Linked DNA regions of Anas platyrhynchos: region 2 is linked to region 1. The links are chromatin contacts, called in public Hi-C maps. All regions are on one chromosome and are shown on one strand. The core of a region is the stretch at or near the end of the contact, and the rest is flanking DNA. Distances in the headings are between cores, read along the strand shown. Region 1 overlaps NPHS2 (NPHS2 stomatin family member, podocin). Region 2 overlaps SOAT1 (sterol O-acyltransferase 1).

Region 1 (2,796 bases), core at 44-2,543:
TGGCTCTACCACTTCCACACCTATCTTGCTTATTCACTACTTCCTTCCACAACTCTAACGCATTTACAGCTTGTTCACCCTCTCATTGTACTGAGATGGCATTTAAAACACACGCTCTATCTCCCTGTGATTTCTGTGCTTGGCATCTGAGTCCCCTGGCTCCTCATATGCAGTACCCCTACAGCCTGAGCAAGCCAAACTGCCCAGCGAGGCGGTTGCCCAGGGCTGCTGCTTCTGTCAGTTCCCAGCCCAGGACAGTCTGTGTGGTTATAAAGCTCTGCAAGGACAGCAGCAGCTGCCTGGATTTGGCACGACTGCAGATTGACCCAGTCTCAGCTCTGAAGAGCAGGCAGTGAAACTGTCAGGAATTGCATCTGCTCCAGACAGCCCCTGCCAACTCCCCCCGAGTAAATTCTATTTTGAAACCATCATATATCAGTAATACTGAAGCACATTTTTAAATGATGTTTCCTTCTGCAAGGTTTTTGAATGTAATACCTCCTGAAGGTAAAACGACAAGTTTCTGCCAGCTCTGTGTACGTCAAAGAGAAAAGATCCTGCTGGAACAAGGGTTCTTTGGAACTGAGGATGCTCTTAGCTTTCATCTGCCTTTTCTGCAACTTTTCAGAAAAGTTACATGTTTGAAAAAAATATGCCTGACTTCTGCAGATAGGAGTGCAAATAGAGAGATGTGGGCCCTGGCACGGCGCCATGTGTCTCTGAAAGTCTTAATCCTCAGGCTCTGTTGTTCTTTTCAGACATTACTTGCAGGTGATGGTCCTTGATTGCCAAGGAACCTTGGTCTGGGTGGATTATTTTACAGGGAGTTAGAAATGTAGCCTGAGAAGTGTTTGGAGAAAGGATTGTCTGCTGCTATGAGCAGTATCACACCATTTTGCTCTAAGCTGGAACAGAGGGGCTTACCCTAGCATCAAAATTAAAAAACAGAACCAGCCTTAGAGAAGTGAATACACAGCTCATGTTCATCAGTGGAAGGTTACAGAGCTGTTCCGTTTCCCAGAGCTAGCTTTCCATGGCTGGATCACAACTGAGATCTATTGCAGACAACAAACAGCATCCTGAGAGGGTTCCAGTGGCAGAATGAACTGGATGGGAGGTGACACCTGAAGGTCAGATGCTGTGTGATCACTGAGTTTAAGGATGAGGGTTTTTTCCCCTTCCACTTGGAAAGGGGCTGGTTTGCTGAGTGTCCTTGTTGTAAGAAGGCCAGCAAATATTTGTGTGGTGAGAATTACGGGAACACTGTGTGCTGAGAAGGGGACTCTAGGGAGATGAAAGGGCTGATAAAATACAGAATTAGGTGGTACATAGTGGAAGTGGGCTCCTTGTCCCTTGCAGAAGTGTTAAGCCAGTACCTGCTGGCCATCCGTGGGACACAGCTGCATTTAACAGAAATATTACAAATGGTAGGTGCCAAGTGTGTGTCTTACCAGCAGGCAGAGAGACTGGAAAAAATGAGTGAAAATACAAGAGTGACAGACTGGCTGGGCTACCCCTGCTAGGCACGTGTGATGAGAAACTGCTGGGTGGGCGATTAAGGGCCACAAAATGCCTTCTGTCTTGGCGATAACGAAGTGCATGGTATTTCTTTCAACCCCATATCCTTCAAGGGAAAGGCTTACAGTATGTGTAGGTCCCTGGCTATTTCAAATAGCTTTGGGCAGATTTTATAAGAATTTTGAGGACTTCCTGCATGTAGAGTTTAGCAAGATTGCTGCAGTGGGCAAAAGTATCACTGTTTGGTTTTTGTTTGTTTGTTTGTTTGTTGAGTATTGCTGTTCTCAAGGCTCTCTGCTGGCTTCGTGCTGGATTCCCACTTCTCAGCCCGGTGGTAGTTGGCTAAATGGATCACCTCATATTTTCAGACAGTCCTACTGGAAGCAGATGCCCACAAGTTCAGATCTTGTCCTGCCTCGCCACCCAGTGGAAGCAAGCAGCAGCACAGCCTGCCTTCCCTCTGCACAGCTGAAAAGTGCCAAACTATAAATGCTGCCCTTTCCTTCTTTTCCTCCTTTTTTGGTACTAGAGCTAACTAAACACCTTGGTTGCCCGTGTGTGTATGTATATGTGCACAGGTGCTGATGTGAAATCCTATATCCAAGAGTACGCCACGGACAGGACCCTTCTCTCTTGTCCCTTGCAGGAGAGCCAGGCTGGCAGCACCTTCCAAATTCCCCGTGTGTTAAGTCCTTTCCCGTTCCCCCAGTTGTCGGGCTTCCACCCCTGCCTCTCTGGCGTTGTCACCCCATCACCCGTTCAGACGGAGGGAAAAAGGATCCCTTCTGTACCACCCGAGCGCTCCCAACTTCCCTGGACACAGCACACGGAGATGGGCTATAAGGAGGAACGTGCCCCTGTGCAAGCACTTCTGCCTTGGCTTGTTTTACCACCCAGCTGTAGGACTTGCTTTTCTTTAAAAAAGAAAGCCAACAGTGCAGAAGGGAAATCCCAAAGAGTCTGACTGTAAGGACAGAACCACAGGAAACCAATGCCTCTGATAAGTCCCTCCTGTGGGGCAGCTTGAGCCTGCCCCTTTTATCCCAGTGTGGGGCTTTCTGCACCTTAATTCCCTGTAACTAATGTCATGAGTGAGAGACGGGTCGTCAGTTTGGGGATGGGGGTGTGAAAACACAGCAGGATGGCCCGGACCCCGGGTGTCAGGGTCAGGTGAAAGGGAAGGGATGACAACCCTTTTCCCTCAATCCCCTGCTCACACAGGCACCAGCCCTGCTCCTCATGCTCCATATTTTTCCCTTCCCAAAACAAGTAGAAGCT
Region 2 (2,967 bases), core at 336-2,835, 49 kb before region 1:
GTGTTCATAGATCTGGTGAGGTGGTTTAGTACAAAGTGCTGTGTTCTACTACAGTCCAAGCTGCAGTGGAGGACAGCAAGGACAGCTGAGGGACATCCTGTTTAGTTACAGCTAGCTGCCTTTTATCTTCCAAGGTTGCTGCCAGTTCAGCAAAAGGGTTGTAGGACTTCAGACTGGTTACTGCAAACTCTGCTCACCACAGTGATGGTGACAGTGAGAATGCCACAGGGAGCTAGGGGACAAGTCAGCCTCTGACTGAGTGCATTACAGGACCGTGCAAAACCCTCGGGTCAGGAATCTCTCTCTATGGCGGGGTTAGATCTGCAGCTCTGCGTCACAAAGTTTGAAGTTTTACAAAGTCCAAGGTGTTTACAAAGTTCAGGTGTTTCATGTAGCAGACTCTTAACGTAGTCCAATATGCTTGCGTAAGTAGTGACAGTTTTCTGTGAAAGCACAGCTAAGGTGGAAGAATTGCTCAAAAGAAATGCCTGTATATTTCTTTTTCTAGATTTTTGTCCTAGCTTGTGCATAACTATTCCTAAGGCATTAGTGCTGATGTACAAAGGCAGCTTGAGGCCAGTGTTCTGGTATGTAGAGTTTTAGACAAGACAGGTACTGCAGCCAAGGAGTTCTAGACAGGTGAAGATGGCATCTTGTATGCAAATAAATATGTAGTATCTTTGTAGCAATTCTTTTTGTAGAAAAACTCAATCACTAAGGTGACTTCCCACTCTCAATCCTCCCCGATTAGCAGCCACAATCTGCTCTTTAAATCAAGAGTTAGTGTCAAGGGCCAATTGACTAGTTTCCAGAAGTGTGTGAACTTTTTACGGAGGCTGCTAGGCTATTAATCCCTTCTTTATTCAAACCCCAAAGCATTGGCTGATTTAATCCCTGTATTGGCTTCAAGACCACAATGGCTCAAACTCTTCCATTTGCGTAGCTTAGGCTATGTTTGCCTCATGAGTGCTGCTGGAAGCTCACATTGTTTGCTGAGTTCTAAAACTGGATAATTTTTGGTTGTACTTGGGTTGTCCCTAGGTGGGTTTGTATCTTAAAATGGTTTGGTCTGTAACTTCACTTTGACAGAGTAGCTGAACATTAGTCTCACATCTTTTCTCCTTGAATTGGCTTTAGTATATTAATTAAACAACTAATTTGGTCTTGGCATATAGTCAGCAAATGATCTAGGCAGCAATAATCCCTTGTCAAAATCCAGGCTGCTTTAAGATTAGTTTTACATATTTTCAGAGGGAAATACGCAGAGGTAAATCTGTTCTGCTTAATGGGATGTTGGTACTGGGCAGTACTTGCTGCATGCAAACATATCTGGAATGGCTGTAATGGAAACTGGATAGAAAGATCTAGAAGATTAGAGAGGACATGGCTCTTTGACTTGTATCTAAATGCTGAGATGAGACCATTCAAACCAGTAAACTGATGCTTGTGGAGTCTGCCCTTCTTTCCTCAGAAATCAGAAGGGGCCTGGTGTGCAAACAAGCTCTGCAGCGTATCTCTGTCTGGTGTGAGTAAGCCTGTCTGGTAATGCTGGACTTGGAAAGGGCTTGTTATCTCCTAACCAGGAGGTTACTGCTGGTCGTTCACAGAGCAAAAGTTCACAGAGCTGGGTGTCTGAGGCACAGCAACAAGTGCGCGTGAGCTGCTTGAATTGAGTTTGTTGGGTGTGTTGTGGGGAGGCTGATGAAGAAGTTAACCTGTTTAAGATCGGGTTCTGATAATTACTAGGTTCTGGCATGTTTTGTAACCCAGGGGTTTGGTGAAGGCTGGGAGGTTTCTTGAGAAGAGCCTGGAGATGAGCTAGCCTGACCTGGAGCATCCCAATGTTTCCTCCTTGTGAAGAGGTTGTCAGGGTCCTGGGTCCTTGCAAACTTGGCTTTTTAACTGGATTCCTTGCCTAGCTGCGGTGCAGTGACCTCTAGGGCCTGTGCATGCTTTAAGCAGATGGGCTGAACTAGGGGCAATCTAGGCATAATTTGCCTCTATCTGCTGAGTGGCCACATAAGTCAGCATAACTCAGGGTAAGGCTTATTAGTATCAAATTATTAACTCATGTTCCGTATCTGGTGCAATACAACACTCCCCTTCCTTTTCAGTACCCTTCTGCTAGGTTGGCTTTAACGTAGCTGGTCCTTCAGATAACAATATTTTCAGTGTGTTTAGAGAACACACTTGGAATCCAGGTATCTGACAGTAACAGGAAATCCTTCTGCCTGTGTTGTTTTAGTCTTTTGAATGATATATTGTCTTCATTATTTCTCAGTTGAACAATTTTTTAACCCCTTCTAGGGAAGGGCAGTATTGGGTATTTGTATCTGTGACTTTCCGAGATCTTGAAGTTAAACAAATCCTGATGTTGTTGGGGGAAAATACTTCTAAACTGAGTGATTGTCAGATACAGTTCTGTCTTGTGTGCTTGGTTGTCCTAATGTTACCTGAGAAGTACTTTTGTGACACATAGGCTTCACTTTATTGCCACATCTCTGCATGCTGTTCTTAGCTTTTCTGCAGAGACATTTTTGTCCTGAATGCTGGGAAGTGATTTAAATGGTAGTCATCGTCCTGGGTTGTTGTAGCTCCTTAATAGCAAACTGACCTCCACAATGCAGGAACAGTTTGAGGGGGAGTGATTCAGAGTGCTGATCTTCAGGCAGCTTCTGTGGCTGAAGTCATTACAGGCTGGAACCATAACACTGCACACAAACCATGCCTTTGCTCAAGTGACTTACTCCCACTTGTGCTCTCAGTTGTAATTACAGACTGTAGCAGTTAAAATGAAAGTTTTTTTGACACAGCTAATTTCTGAGAGCTTGTTCAGCAGAGTGCTGGCTAGTGTCTCCTGTAGAAATCGGTTGTGCTGGATCCCCAGGTGCAGCACTAACAGGCCATATGCACTGGGATAATTCTCATCTCAATGTCATTTGCTTGTAACAGCCACAACAGAAGGCT

The links. A called contact is a pair of places that touch in the nucleus more often than the background predicts.
Region 2: a Hi-C map of small yellow follicle shows a contact between it and region 1, with 2.7 times the contacts expected there. The contact joins two enhancer-like sites. A contact is called at or near these places in 5 of 8 Hi-C or Micro-C datasets (F1 follicle, F5 follicle, skeletal muscle and 2 more).

The regions. Positions count from the first base shown.
Region 1 is chr8:18,733,493-18,736,288 of IASCAAS_PekinDuck_T2T, reverse strand. The region is part of intron 8 of NPHS2 (NPHS2 stomatin family member, podocin); the gene reads right to left. Among named protein-coding and RNA genes, the nearest start is that of NPHS2, 7.7 kb to the right of the region's middle. Within about 2 kb of position 1,293, at least 3 of the 8 cell types and tissues checked have an H3K27ac peak or open chromatin away from gene starts, as enhancers often do. A contact at or near this core is called in F1 follicle, where this site is marked.
Region 2 is chr8:18,782,174-18,785,140 of IASCAAS_PekinDuck_T2T, reverse strand. All of the region lies in intron 2 of SOAT1 (sterol O-acyltransferase 1), which reads left to right. Among named protein-coding and RNA genes, the nearest start is that of ABL2, 21 kb to the left of the region's middle. Within about 2 kb of position 1,585, at least 5 of the 8 cell types and tissues checked have an H3K27ac peak or open chromatin away from gene starts, as enhancers often do. A contact at or near this core is called in F1 follicle, where this site is marked.